Linked DNA regions of Hordeum vulgare: region 2 is linked to region 1. Evidence: chromatin contacts called from public Hi-C data. All regions are on one chromosome and are shown on one strand. The core of a region is the stretch at or near the end of the contact, and the rest is flanking DNA. Distances in the headings are between cores, read along the strand shown.

What was found. A called contact is a pair of places that touch in the nucleus more often than the background predicts.
Region 2: a Hi-C map of leaf shows a contact between it and region 1, with 2.7 times the contacts expected there. The contact joins the promoter of LOC123452813 here to the promoter of LOC123395384 in region 1. A contact is called at or near these places in 2 of 6 Hi-C or Micro-C datasets (leaf and seedling) and 1 of 1 datasets of contacts at active chromatin or transcription factors (embryo).

What each region holds. Positions count from the first base shown.
Region 1 is chr5H:48,334,245-48,341,402 of MorexV3_pseudomolecules_assembly, reverse strand. LOC123395384 (protein WRKY1-like) reads right to left here and starts at 3,606. Exons shown (of 4, transcript XM_045090375.1): 1 at 3,496-3,606; 2 at 2,285-3,193; 3 at 2,078-2,203; 4 at 640-1,468. The coding sequence starts at 3,081. The coding sequence ends at 1,324.
Region 2 is chr5H:48,490,153-48,497,310 of MorexV3_pseudomolecules_assembly, reverse strand. It overlaps LOC123452813 (alanine aminotransferase 2-like), which reads left to right and starts at 3,438. Exons shown (of 15, transcript XM_045129535.1): 1 at 3,438-3,641; 2 at 3,743-3,793; 3 at 4,010-4,060; 4 at 4,254-4,319; 5 at 4,397-4,458; 6 at 4,540-4,618; 7 at 4,687-4,791; 8 at 5,155-5,292; 9 at 5,364-5,501; 10 at 5,576-5,650; 11 at 5,748-5,868; 12 at 6,494-6,648; 13 at 6,718-6,792; 14 at 6,901-7,104. The coding sequence starts at 3,591.

The sequences.
Region 1 (7,158 bases), core at 2,357-4,856:
CTCTCCTCTCAAAATGAAAAAGAAAGATACACTAGCTACTAGTACTAGATCTTCTCCCTCAATTAAGGGTGACTGTACTGTACTCATGGATGTAGTTGTTTGTAGACCATCTAAATGCAGTTGACCACGCAATAAAACCACCGGTTGGTGAGCCATTTTCGTCCATCTCATCACCTACCTCAATAATACAGTACGTATTAGCTAGGTGCTGCTTTGCTAGATCCTTTGCCCCACACGGCAACGGGGAACCAGATACTGCTACGACTACTACTTAGCATTCCATGATTGCATCAGGCAGGAAGACCCCATCTTCAGTAAGTAAGCATCATGTGGCGTGTTCAATTGTCAACCTCTCGTTAGGATTTGGGAGCGCTTATAAAACACTGTTGTGAACAATTTGATGGCATACTTCATCTTGAATTTCTCCGAAGCAAATTCGCTTGGGTTTTCTTCATATCAAAATCAATTTTCTTGTTGAAGAACTGGCTACTGGATGTAATGCAAGCGAGGTTTTGATTAATTGTTGTCCAGACTAGAGAGAGAGAGCTCCCATGAACCCATCCATGACAGCACAAAACTCATGTCAAAATCATTACTGCTAGCATGGAAGCTGGCTTCACACTGAAGCTGAAGCATGACTGAGAAATCACAGCAACTTCCTGTTACACCTGTTAAGAAAACACATGGTGCTCCTAATGTGTCAGCTTGTCAACAACAACAACAACACCTTTAATACTGGAACGATTCTTCTGCCAAAAGAGAAAACAAATCCCATCTTTCAATAAAGCAAAAGCAACACACAGAGACAGAGGCGAGTCATCGCAAGTAAACTTGTGCACGCTAAAAGCCAACCCTGCCAATCCTTTTCCAAGCTTTACACAGAGCTGCTTGCTCACTTCCTTTCTTCAAACCTCCCTTTCAACTCTCTGAAACACAATTGTTGAGCCAAACCCCGCCCGTCACTATCTACCAGCATATGCATGTTCTTCTCTCCATGTCATCCCTCAGTTTGTGATTTGATGTCTCATAAGTCACACAACTCAGAGGAGAGGAGAACAGCTTGGGGGGGGGGGGGGGGGGGGGGGGGATGATGCCCCCACTCTGGACGCTGAAACCCTAACAGCATGTAGCTGGGGAAGGAAGGGCCACTAGGCAGCTCATTAGATTCCCAGATGGATGGCCTCAATGTTGTTTGTTGCTCCTACTTTTGAGATCCGCAAGACCTAGTTTTACTTCGACGTGGCCGGTCCGGCCGTATCTTCCAACAAAGGCCGTGGCATTCATCGATCGAAAGGGGCGGCGAAGCGATCGGCCGGCTGTCGTCTAGGTCTGGGCAGACTGTGTTGGCAGCCGATTATGGCTGTGCTCGCCTTCGTATGTCACAATGAGCATCGCCGGCTCATCCACGCACCGCTCGACGTGCTTCCTCGCCGGGCAGCCCCTCACGGTGCTGCATTTATAGTAGCCCCTGCAATTGGTACAAGTGAACGGACATAGTTAGTCTTCTGTGGAGACAAGAAAGATTTGGAAAGAGGAACAGTCAGCAGTCCACATTGAGCAGCATGTGCTTGCTTTCATGGTATAGCTACATTTTCCCACCATTAAGGGCAGGCATTAAAGCTTCAGATGAGGTGGGCAAACAGGAGCAATCAACATTAGAATGTGGATAGATAAGCACGTCAATGAAATGCGAGTTCCATTAACAAGTTAACTACTTTAGGTCCCTATGACCGATCTCTTTTTTCACAGACAGTGGTGATAGACCAACATGATCCACTACATAAATAATTGCTCTAGCAACTAAGGTGTCAACACGTCTTAGTTGTAGAAGAAACTTGGTGCTAGGAAAAGGGTGAGTTGAGTGGGGGATCCACAAATAATTATTCCACAGGTAAAGCAACACAATGAATGCCAGATGGATGCAGATATGCCATCTTTCATGGTACAGCATGGGGAATAATAACATCATGACTGAAAAGGATTTGATATATATTCAAGTGTTATTTTGAGCAATGTCCTTTTTTAAGTGACAATCCACATCTTTTAAGCAGATAGTTGGTTTTTTTTTCTTTCATACCTCGGATGAGGGGAACCCTTAATCGGCTTCTGTCCGTACTTCCGCCATGAGTATTCATCCGGAGGTATATCCGATATTTTGTTGCTAATGGCGGGCACTTTAATCGACCTCTTAATTCGTAATTTCCTGCAGAAAAGTAAATCATCAAGCAGGTCAAGATCATAATTCCCAACCCTAAGAAAAAAAATCACATCAGCATGGTTTTACCTTCTTTTTGAGCAATGGCATTTGCCACCTGTGGTGCACTTGCCGCTGCCATCCTCACCCCTACACCGCCGCTTAGGTGCGCATTGGCGCACATTCAGTGGGTCGCTCGCAGCCGGGCCGCCGATCAAACGCATCGGTGGCTTTCCGTCCAAGCTAGCTACACTGCCATCCATGCTCAGGGAGGACATGAAAGACCTCGGCGATGAGATCGTCCCAGTGCCGCCACTGGGGCTATCAAACTTGAGGCTGATCCCACTATTGCTCCTCTTGAACATTTGGGCCTGTAAATTCTGCTGCTGCTGCTGCTGGAATGGGTACCTATGTGCAGTGGCACCAAACTGGAACTGCACAGATAATGGCTGGACCATCTTCGGAGGGCCAAACTGGTGGGCGCTCTTGCTGCTTGAGCTGACCAAATCGAGGCTGCGCGGGGGCGGCGGCGGCGCGCCGACCTGGGGCCGCAGTTGCCCTGCCGAACCAGCAGATGGGGATGGAGTGGGTGCACTCCCGGACACGAGCATCCCCAATGGGGCGTTGCTGCTGCTCTCCAAGAAGCCTTTCTGGCTCAAGAACCCCACGGGCTTCCTTCTCCTGGAGAACCTGCCTCTAGCATGCCCTCCCCTGCCGCCGCCACCATTGCTGAGGAGGGAGACCACCTTCCTGAACTTGGCACATGCCTCACCCGTCTCTGAAGCTATGCTCCTGAGCAGGGCTGGGTCCTGCTGCTGGGAGAGCAAGGCCAGCAACTTGTGGCAGCTCTCCACAGCCGCGCTGTTGGCCACCTCCACCTCCTCCATGGGGCAAGAAAAAACAATCCAGAAGCAAATACAATCCCGTCTTCTCCTTCTTGCAGAGCTCTTCCTTTTACAGCCTTGGCAAGCAGCTCAGATTCTTGCGGCCCTCACCGACCTGAGAGAAGGAAGATACAGCACAAATCAGTACAGAGATGGTAGATCTCCGTGAAATGCTCGCACGGTTTGGAGTTTTCGTCGCCAAAAAACACCGATTTTTAGGGACTCGGGAGGCCATCCGGCAGCCGGATCGACCACAGGAGCGACGGGTCCAGCCGGGCGGGGGGCAAGAACGGATTCTTGGCGCGCGTGCGCACCGAGAAGTCCGGCGTGGCGCCGCCGGGCAGATGTCCCAGGCAGTAAAGCACCGGCCAAACCACGGCGAACCGGCGCCGAAAAAGGGCGCGGGAGTGAGCTCACCTGCGCCGCGAGGCTCTACGCGTGGGCGCGCCCCATCCTGCCGCCGCCGTGGAGGTTCCCGGAGTGGAGCAGAGAGGGGAGGGGATGAGGAGGAGGAAGAAGAGGAGGGAGGAGGAGCGAGGAGAGGCGAGTCTTGTAGCGTGAGCGTGGGTCGGAGGGCGCGATGTGCGAATTTGCGAGAGTTGGAGGGCGGTGTCGGAAATGTTGGGCGGGGGCCGTGGATCTGGGCCGTTGATCGCGGGACGGACGGTCGGGATCGTTGCTTTGGGTGGGCGGGTCGCTGTTGCCGGGGTCAGCGAGGTCAACGACAGGGGTCGGTGAGAGCATCTTTTCACTGTGCGGCTCGTAGATCAGACACAGACATCAAAGATGGTAAGTAAATGCCACTGCTTGTTGAAATTACCGTGGTTCGATGAGATTTACTACTCCCTCGTACGTTTTTTTTTCATGTAATAAGTTTTGGACGGCTGACATTGAACTGTTTTGAACGTCGTATGAATTATTTAAATGTCTGATGAAACTACAATCAGGCCCTCAAACACATGTGCGGACTTTCCGATCAATGACCGATCAAGAAACAACCTGGCAGACGCCTCAAACGATACTTCAAATGTTCGATACTTCAAATGTTCGGACTGATTGATATCCTTCGTATCCAATTTATAAATATATAAAGGATATTGAAGATCCGGACATCCTAAATTTTTACCATGTTTTCTTTTTAATTAAAATTTTATCAAAATATTAATTTTATTTTCTGGATCCTTTATTGGTTTGATAACCATACTTTTCTTTAAATTCTAAACTTTTTTTTCCTTCAAATCGAAAAATTAAAAAATAGTATGGGACTTGAATGTTTAATTTAAATGTATTTCATTCCATTTTTAGAATTCAGTAAGAAATATTTTGCCAAGCTTTATTTCTTTAAAACGGCGTTTTCATTTTTTTAAGGGCCTCCATATCACTACAACTATTGTAAAATTTTCACATAAATTTAGAGATGTCATGGGATGCATATGGACCACTTTTATGCAAAAACCCTTCTTGGCCTTTTGAAAATTTTGAGCAGACCATCCTCATTTCAAACCCGGTCCAGTTTAGTGGTTTGAATTATAATCCTATTTTATTTTGCTCTCATGGTCGTAAGAATTTTCCTTCTTGTAGTCAACCCTACCAAACCGTTAAATCTACGAGTTTAGCTCCATTGGAGTATTTTAAGCCCATTCAATTAACCCCTGGAGTTTCCGCCCACAAGTGAAGTTTCATAAAACGTGCACTAAAAAGTTTCTGTTCTTCCCAAACTAACCTTGTCATCATCTTTATCACCTAAAGAGACCTTGCTCTGGAATTTTTGGCGGCCAACAAAGTTCTCTAGATGGCCACATTTTACCAAACACCTTATGTGCATCGCAAAATTTAGCAAGCTCTTAAACTCGCATTAGGTGGGTGCTTTCCTCACCTAACCAACATGTCCCTTAGCACCACCTTGCCCACAAACCTAGCCCAATGAAGCCTCGTTTGCATCAGAGCCCCCTGGCGTGTCCAGGAATTTCGCCGAGCATGTGGTGCGCGTGTTCAAAGCGCGAGTAGAGAGTGCTTATTGCAAGCAGCCGCGCCGCGTTGCCGCGACCCACCTACCCCCGTGCCCCTAGCTTTTCCCCGCTCGCAGAGCGAAGCCAGTGTCCCTTCCCTCTCGCTACCGCCGCCAACAACCGCCCGACACCGCTTAGAGCCGCAGGTGTAGTCATCTTGGCAGCTAGACGTCGGCCACGTCCTTCCCCTGCCATGGCAGCGCCGCCCGACCTCTCCTTGCTCGCCACCTTGCCCCTGGAACAACCCCCAGCCAGTCCGCTAGCTCGCCGACCTCGCTGGCCTCGTCACGTCGGCCACGTCCTTCCCCTGCCATGGCAGCGCCGCCCGACCTCTCCTTGCTCGCCACCTTGCCCCTGTAACAACCCCCAGCCCGTCCGCTAGCTCGCCGACCTCGCTGGCCTCGTCACATCGCCCCCGCCTCACGAATGGCCAAGCTGTCGTGTTTATCCACGGTCGTCGCCGAACCGCCTCTCTGCGCTTATCAAAAGCCCCCCCCCCCCCCCCCCGTCGACCTCCCCACGCTCGACAACAACCTCATTATGATCATAGCAAGCCCCCATAGTAGCCAATCGACCGAAGGAGGTCATCTTCCACGCCATCGATGGGCTCAGCCGCCGCGGCAACCCTATTAAATTCCCCACAACCGAAGCCCCTCTAACTCCATTCTCTTCTCCAGTCGTCTTCCCTCGACCTCGCGAACCCACTCCCCTCTCTATCTTAGCTCAGGGGCCATCGTAGGATAATTTTCGCCTTGCCTGACACCGTCGGCCACCTCTCCGTCCATGGCGACCATCGGGAGGACCACAAGAATCCTCTGGATCCATTCCCGCCGCAAGGTGCCTGAAAGTCGCCACCATTCGCCAACGAGGAGCAGAGGAGGTCCGCCACATTCGGCAAGAGGAGGAAGAAGGCGGGATGGACCGGTCAAACCTGACCAGTGGGCCTCGAGGACCCACCCTTAGTGACTCACAGACCCGCCTAAGCATTTTAAGTGGAAATGTATTCCCTGGAATACGTCTTCGCTAAGGAAAAGCGTAAGCTTCACCAAAATATTTTCTTTTATAGTTTTTATTTTAAAAACAAACAGTTGACCCAACTTTGAGTGCCTCTAACTTTTAAAAGATAACTCCAAATGATTTGATTCTTTTTCCCACCTGCTTCAAATTTCTTCTAGTTTATGTCAAAAAAATCAAACAACTTTTTAGTATTGTTTTAGAATTGTGTGTTGATTTGAATATTTTCAAAAATAGGAAATGGAGGGAAGATCAACTTTCAAAAAAATTGGAGTGCCCCCAATCGAGATATGCCACCGACGCTAGAGTGGAACATCGTGAGTTTGGCTCGAACTATTTCTATCACCATTTTTGGCATTACCATATGCATTCATCTTATTGGGTCAATCCATCACAAGTGTCGAACAATGTTCCGGTAGTTTCACCTCAAGTTTGTGGAGTTGTGGAAGCAAACAGAATGACGCCTTCTGATGTTAATGTTATCGTAAGTGCATCTAGTGTCCCTTAGTGATTTTGGTGGATTGAAGATTTATAGGTTAAGAGACCGATATGTTTGTGAGTGTACACAGGCACTAGTAGAAAATGGCCCATTTGTCCCGGTTCCATAGACCCATTAGCCCCGGTTCTGGAACCGGGACAAAAGGGTCGGGACTAAAGCCCATAACATTTAGTCCCGGTTCCCTTACATGCATATATATGAATAAAACTCAACACAATTGTGAATATTATTTACGTACTTGCAACTGTTTCTCAGAGAAGACCCGCTCAGAGGTCGAGTGACGAATGAACTCGCATACGTAGTATGCACATAAAACAATGCCTTCTTTCTGGTACATACACTATACGAGAATAGAGTTCAATCAAACTGATAAGCAAGCATGGTAATGCTATATTGATGAAAATTTGAATCAATTAGAGATGCGCGGAACTAGCTAGTACTACTTACTTTGGGGTACGTAAATCGTAACTCTTTGTTTAGACCGGGAACCTTATTGGCGAACTTCGTCCAAACCCTGCGAGGCAAAGAAAATGATTACTTGATATCAGGAAATTAATG
Region 2 (7,158 bases), core at 2,189-4,688, 160 kb before region 1:
GGAGATGTTTCTCGTGTATGGAGGTGACGAAGAGCTCGCCGTAAAAGGTTACGTCGATGCAAGCTTTGACACAAACCGGATACGTATTTATTCTTAATGGGGGTGCGGTAAGCTGGTGCAGTTCCAAGCAAAGCGTCGTAGCAGATTCTACATGTGAAGCGGAGTACATGGCTGCCTCGGAGGCGGCTAAGGAGGGTGTCTGGATGAAGCAGTTCATGACGGATCTTGGAGTGGTGCCAAGCGCACTGAATCCAATAACCTTGTTATGTGATAACACGGGTGCCATTGCCTTAGCAAAGGAACCACGGTTTCACAAGAAGACCAGACACATCAAACGACACTTCAACCTCATCCGCGACTACGTCGAGGGAGAGGACGTAAATATATGCAAAGTGCACACGGATCTGAATGTAGCAGACCCGCTGACTAAACCTCTTCCACGGCCAAAGCATGATCAACACCAGAACTGTATGGGTGTTAGATTTATAACAATGTAATTCACATGATGATGTGAGGGCTAGATTATTGACTCTAGTGCAAGTGGGAGACTGTTGGAATTATGCCCTAGAGGCAATAATAAATATAGTTATTATTATAATTCCTGTATCAAGATAATCGTTTATTATCCATGCTATAATTGTATTGAATGAAGACTCATTTACATGTGTGGATACATAGACAAAACACCGTCCCTAGCAAGCCTCTAGTTGGCTAGCCAGTTGATCAAAGATAGTCGGTGTCTTCTGATTATGAACAAAGTGTTGTTGCTTGATAACTGGATCACGTCATTGGGAGAATCACGTGATGGACTAGACCCAAACTAATAGACGTAGCATGTTGATCGTGTCATTTTGTTGCTACTGTTTTCTGCGTGTCAAGTATTTATTCCTATGACCATGAGATCATATAACTCACTGACACCGGAGGAATGCTTTGTGTGTATCAAACGTCGCAACGTAACTGGGTGACTATAAAGATGCTCTACAGGTATCTCCGAAGGTGTTAGTTGAGTTAGTATGGATCAAGACTGGGATTTGTCACTCCGTGTGACGGAGAGGTATCTCGGGGCCCACTCGGTAATACAACATCACACACAAGCCTTGCAAGCAATGTAACTTAGTGTAAGTTGCGGGATCTTGTATTACGGAACGAGTAAAGAGACTTGCCGGTAAACGAGATTGAAATAGGTATGCGGATACTGACGATCGAATCTCGGGCAAGTAACATACCGAAGGACAAAGGGAATGACATACGGGATTATATGAATCCTTGACACTGAGGTTCAAACGATAAGATATTCGTAGAATATGTAGGATCCAATATGGGCATCCAGGTCCTGCTATTGGATATTGACCGAGGAGTCTCTCGGGTCATGTCTACATAGTTCTCGAACCCGCAGGGTCTGCACACTTAAGGTTCGACGTTGTTTTATGCGTATTTGAGTTATATGGTTGGTTACCGAATGTTGTTCGGAGTCCCGGATGAGATCACAGACGTCACGAGGGTTTCCGGAATGGTCCAGAAACGAAGATTGATATATAGGATGACCTCATTTGATTACCGGAAGGTTTTCGGAGTTACCGGGAATGTACCGGGAATGACGAATGGGTTCCGGGAGTTCACCGGGGGGCCAACCCACCCCGGGGAAGCCCATAGGCCATAAGGGTGGCGCACCAGCCCTTAGTGGGCTGGTGGGACAGCCCAAAAGGGCCCTATGCGCCATAGAGATAAAAATCAAAGAGAAAGAAAAAAAAAGGGAGGTGGGAAGGAAGGGAAGGACTCCCACCCACCAAACCAAGTCCAACTCGGTTTGGGGGGGGAGCCTTCCCCCCTTGGACTCGGCCGACCCCCTTGGGGCTCCTTGAGCCCCAAGGCAAGGCTCCCTCCCTCCCACCTATATATACGGAGGTTTTAGGGCTGATTTGAGACGACTTTTCCACGGCAGCCCGATCACATACCTCCACGGTTTTTCCTCTAGATCGCGTTTCTGCGGAGCTCGGGCGGAGCCCTGCTGAGACAAGGTCATCACCAACCTCCGGAGCGCCGTCACGCTGCCGGAGAACTCTTCTACCTCTCCGACTCTCTTGCTGGATCAAGAAGGCCGAGATCATCGTCGAGTTGTACGTGTGCTGAACGCGGAGGTGCCGTCCGTTCGGTACTAGATCGTGGGACTGATCGCGGGATTGTTCGCGGGGCGGATCGAGGGACGCGAGGACGTTCCACTACATCAACCGCGTTCACTAACGCTTCTTCTGTACGATCTACAAGGGTACGTAGATCACTCATCCCCTCTCGTAGATGGACATCACCATGATAGGTCTTCGTGCGCATAGGAAAATTTTGTTTCCCATGCGACGTTCCCCAGCAGTTCCGCCGTCACGGGTCGCAGCTCAGCCGTGATGGATGTAGGAAAACGTTATGCCGGTTGAAACATTTTTATATATTGTTGAAGCTTTTTCTATCAACGATTGCAACAAACGCGAGCATGGTTCTGCCGTCACGGGTCGCAGCTCAGCCGTGATGGATGTAGCAAAACGTTATGCCGGTTGTAGCAAAATGAAACACCGATTGTAGCAAAAGCCGCGACGCCATGTGCGATGTAGCCAAATGCGACACCGGTGGTAGCAAAATGCGGTGTCGGTTGTATCAAATTTCGATGCCGGTTGAAGCATGTAGTAAATTACGCCTTCGGCCATGGATGCGACTTAGCGGGCCATGCGCGTTGCAGCTCCGGTCGCCATAGAGCAGTTGAGAGAGGGGAAATCGAGGGGAGGACAATGGTTCGGTGGTAGGCTTCGAGGGTGCTCGCTGGAGGAGATCGTTGGGGTAGGATTTCCCATGGCAACCGGGAGGTTGGCAAAAAGGAAAGAGAAGGACCCGGGGATGAGGAAAGAGATAACGTGGTAGGCCCTGTAGCCACGAGCGAGTGGATGAGACCGCTCCACGTCGGCTGAAAAGGTTTACCATAGAAAATACTAAGATAATAGTGTATTTTTTTTTCTCTATGCATGTGATGCTACTTGAAAATGTTGTTTTGAATTGTAATATATTTAATGCAATCAAACTATATTTTTATTCATGTCAATGTTAACATATATTTATATATTAATCGAGACGTGCATTTACACTTACTACTAGTTTCAGAAAAGAGTCTCGGTTTAACTCCTGATATTGGCGGTAAAAGTAACCAGGAGAGACGTTTACGAACGGCAAACAGTAAATGGACGCATCCAACGGTCAGAGCGCCTCCCCTTGAGCTAGCATGGAGCGAGCAGAGCCGTTGGATCGGCTTCGATGGCGGCTCCGCTGTAATTTTGCCGAATCGCCGGGGATACTCCCGGGCTTTCGCGGCGAAGAAGTACTACGTACGCCCCGACTCGCGAGATGGCATGGCAGTTCTGATGCAACAGCGACAAGAACAATAATGGAGTTGCAGAATTGCTTTTGTTTCCGACAGCAACTCCTGTACCACGTGACGTGAAGCAGCTTTGGACTGTGGCTTGGGCAGCCAACCAAGAACCAACAAACCAAGCCTGCCACCCACTCCTCCCAGGCCGCCGCTTGATCCCCCGCCCGCCGTCGTCGCGGCGATGTCTCCCGCCTCCGCGCGCGCCCTCACCGTCGACTCCCTCAACCCAAAGGTACGTACGTAGCAGGCCTCTGCCGCCGTCCGATCCACAACCCACAGCAGCTTCCGTGCTCCAAGTCCAATGCTGCTGCTGGTGGCTGGTTGGTTTTGCAGGTGCTGGCGCTCTCGGATCACCTCGGGGGCGCCGTGGCCCGCCGCGCGCAGGTATCATCCCCAAAATCGCTATTTTCCAAGACATTCAAATCCCTGAGAGAGAAACGGAAGCTGCTGTATCCGTATATGTGTGTGTCTGAGCCGCTGTACACGAGACAGAGCCATGTTAAATTGCCACTCTACTACTGTAGTAGTATTTTGCACCTAGCTTTGGCAGATCATGCAAATCAAGTGATCCTCTCTTCTGTTCCTTGGTGAGGTGTCCAGCGCATGCAGAAAGAGCTAGAAACAAATCCAGGTGTATACCCTTTCAATGAGGTATGTTCCTGTGAATCCCATCACGTTATTGCAAAACAAACTGAACATTCCTGTGGACCTCATCACATCATTGAAAAACAATTCAATATCATCTTCCACTGAAACTTTCCCCAAATATCATCTACTTCTGTTAGTGTTCCTACCATTTTTTTTATCGTTTTACTGTGATTAATTTTTCCATTTCTTCCGGCAGATAATCTATTGCAACCTTAGCAATCCACATTACCTCGGACAACAGCCAATTAAGTTCTTCCGTGAGGTTGGCGATTTGCTCCATATGAACTCTTGTATTAACATTCTCGTTTCTCCATGCTCTGATGCTTTCTTGTCTTCCAGGTTCTTGCCTTGTGTGATTACCCGCATCTTCTAAACTGCAGTGTAACTAGTTCCATATTCAGGTAATTAACACCACGCATCATATGGGCAAGATGCATTCATATTCATAAGCGGTAGTTCAACTCGATTGTTTTCTGTTGCAGTTCTGATGCAATAACAAGGGCAAGAGAGATATTAGACCTCATTCCTGGGAGAGCAATGGGAGGATACAGCCACTGTCAGGCAAGATCGGGAACCCTGAACCTATTTTCACAAATGCAGAAATGAGACCTGACACTTTTCACCTCTAGGGTACTGAAGGGTTGCGAAATGCAATTGCTGCTGGAATAGCCACTCGTGATGCTTTCCCATGCAATGCGGAGGACATTTTCCTGACAGATGGAGCATCCGCGCCGGTACTATTTGATCCACCATATGCGGAGCAATTCCTTCGTCCACCATCTTATGCATAACACTCTGAATAATAGTTGGAGATATTGTGCTCCTCTGCTACTGCTGGGCATCCTGACAGTGTTATATCTCATACGCTGTCAAACTACTTTGTGGAAGCTCCTTCTGCACTTTAGTCATTAGCACTACTTTTTTTATGAACCTCGTTCTTATCACTATTATGATGATTGACTTAAAGCACCTACTATGCCATGATAACATGATCAATGTCACTAAACATCCAAGATTCAAGTTATTTTTATCTCTCCCTTTCCTTTTTTTCGGATGTTATTCTTGACAATCGAGTTGTTTGTTCGATTTCCAAACAGGTTCATATGGTAATGCACCTATTGATACGAGATGAAAAAGACGGCATCCTTTGCCCAATTCCATCACACTTTCTGTACACAAGCTCAATGATCCTGTGTGGTGCTACTCTTGTATGTATCACGTTAGTAGATCGAAATGTATCCACATCAACTAAGTTTTTACTGGTTGCCAATCTGTAGTAAAAAAAATATAATATCTGCTTTCTCAGGTACCATATTACCTTGACGAATCACGAGATTGGGATGTGAGTATTTCGGACCTCAAGAAGCAGCTGGATGGTGCCCGATCTCAGGGCATCAATGTTAGGGGACTTGTGGTTGTAAATCCAGGCAACCCTACTGGACAGGTGTGTTCACTGATCATTGACCTGTGCAATTTTTATATTTTCTGAAAGCGTTAATGTGGTTAAATTGTACATAGGTTCTTGTGCGGGAAAACCAGTGTGAAATAGTGGAATTCTGCAGGAATGAAAACCTTGTTCTTCTAGCAGATGAGGTGAGGTTTTTGGATCTTTCTTAATAAGAATCTATATAATTTTCTTGAATTTTTGTGTATCTAACCGGCTGTATCTTTTTCTTGAACGTACTGGTAGGTTTACCAAGAAAATGTTTACACAGATGAAAAGAAATTTATCTCTTTCAAGAAGATAGCACGGTCCATGGGTTTTGGTGAAGGAGATGTTTCCTTAATATCATTCCATTCAGTTTCTAATGGTATATGACATTTCGTACTTCCTTTTATCCATGTTTTTCTCAGTTATACACAACTCTTTTGTTAGGTGCACTCATGAGAAAGATTTCTTATAAACATTGGACTTTCAACTCATTGAGTAAAGCCACCGTAAGGAAGTTTTTGCAAATGCAAACTTGCACTTTGGTTATGTCAATATAATCATACTCCCTCCGTCCCAAAGTAAGTGTCTCAACTTTATACTACCTTTACAATAAATTTATAATAAAGTTGAGACACTTACTTTAGGATGGAGGGAGTACTAATGTAATGCCTTTTTTCCTTGAACATTGGTAACCTAATGATATGCTTATTCTAATTTGAAGCCATAACTTGAACGTGAACCGAGGACTTAACTCCATATCAAGCACGCCATGCGCTCTTTGTCTATTGGCCTTCTATTAAAATTTCCAGGCACTGGCTTTTCTCCCTTTGCTTAATATAAGGAGTGTCTGGCATACTGTATTGTGCTGTATATCAAACCAAGTGTGGCGCATCATGATTTCTTCCTATTTCCAAGTAAATCTGAACTATTGGGGGATGAAGTGTCATACACCACAAATTATCGAACGGGTCAATATTTCTCAGAGGTATTGTCTTCTCCATCAGGGTACTATGGAGAATGTGGGAGAAGAGGGGGTTACATGGAGGTCACTGGCTTCAATTCTGAAGTTCGGAAACAAGTATACAAAGTAGCATCCCTAAGCTCATGCTCCAACTTAGCCGGCCAGGTCCTCGTGAGCCTAGTCATGAACCCACCAAAGGTCAGTAAATATGCATCTCATCGTGTCTTTGAATTTTTATATACATTTTATTAATCGTCCCTTTGTCAGGTTGGAGATGAGTCATACACCTCTTACCGGGAAGAAAGAGATCGCATTATGTTATCATTATCCCGGTGTGCAGAGGTTCGCTTTTGTCACACTCACTTCCATGATTATCTTCATTGCTGACTCTGTTATGTGCAAAAATAGCATTATCTCCGAATATCACATTCTTCGACTGGTTTTGTTTAGGCCATGGTGCAGGCATTCAACAGTCTGGAAGGCCTGACTTGCAGCAAGGCTGAAGGGGCAATGTTTGTATTCCCATCTGTTCGGCTGCCTAAAAGGGCAATTGCGTCTGCTGAGGCAATGAACACCAAACCAGATGTGTTCTACGCTCTCCGCCTTCTTGAAAACACTGGCATCATCGTCTTGCCTGGTTCTGTGTTCGGACAAGTGAGTGTGATGCACTTGCTTAATTGGATGTATTTGTCTCTGGAACTGACTAGA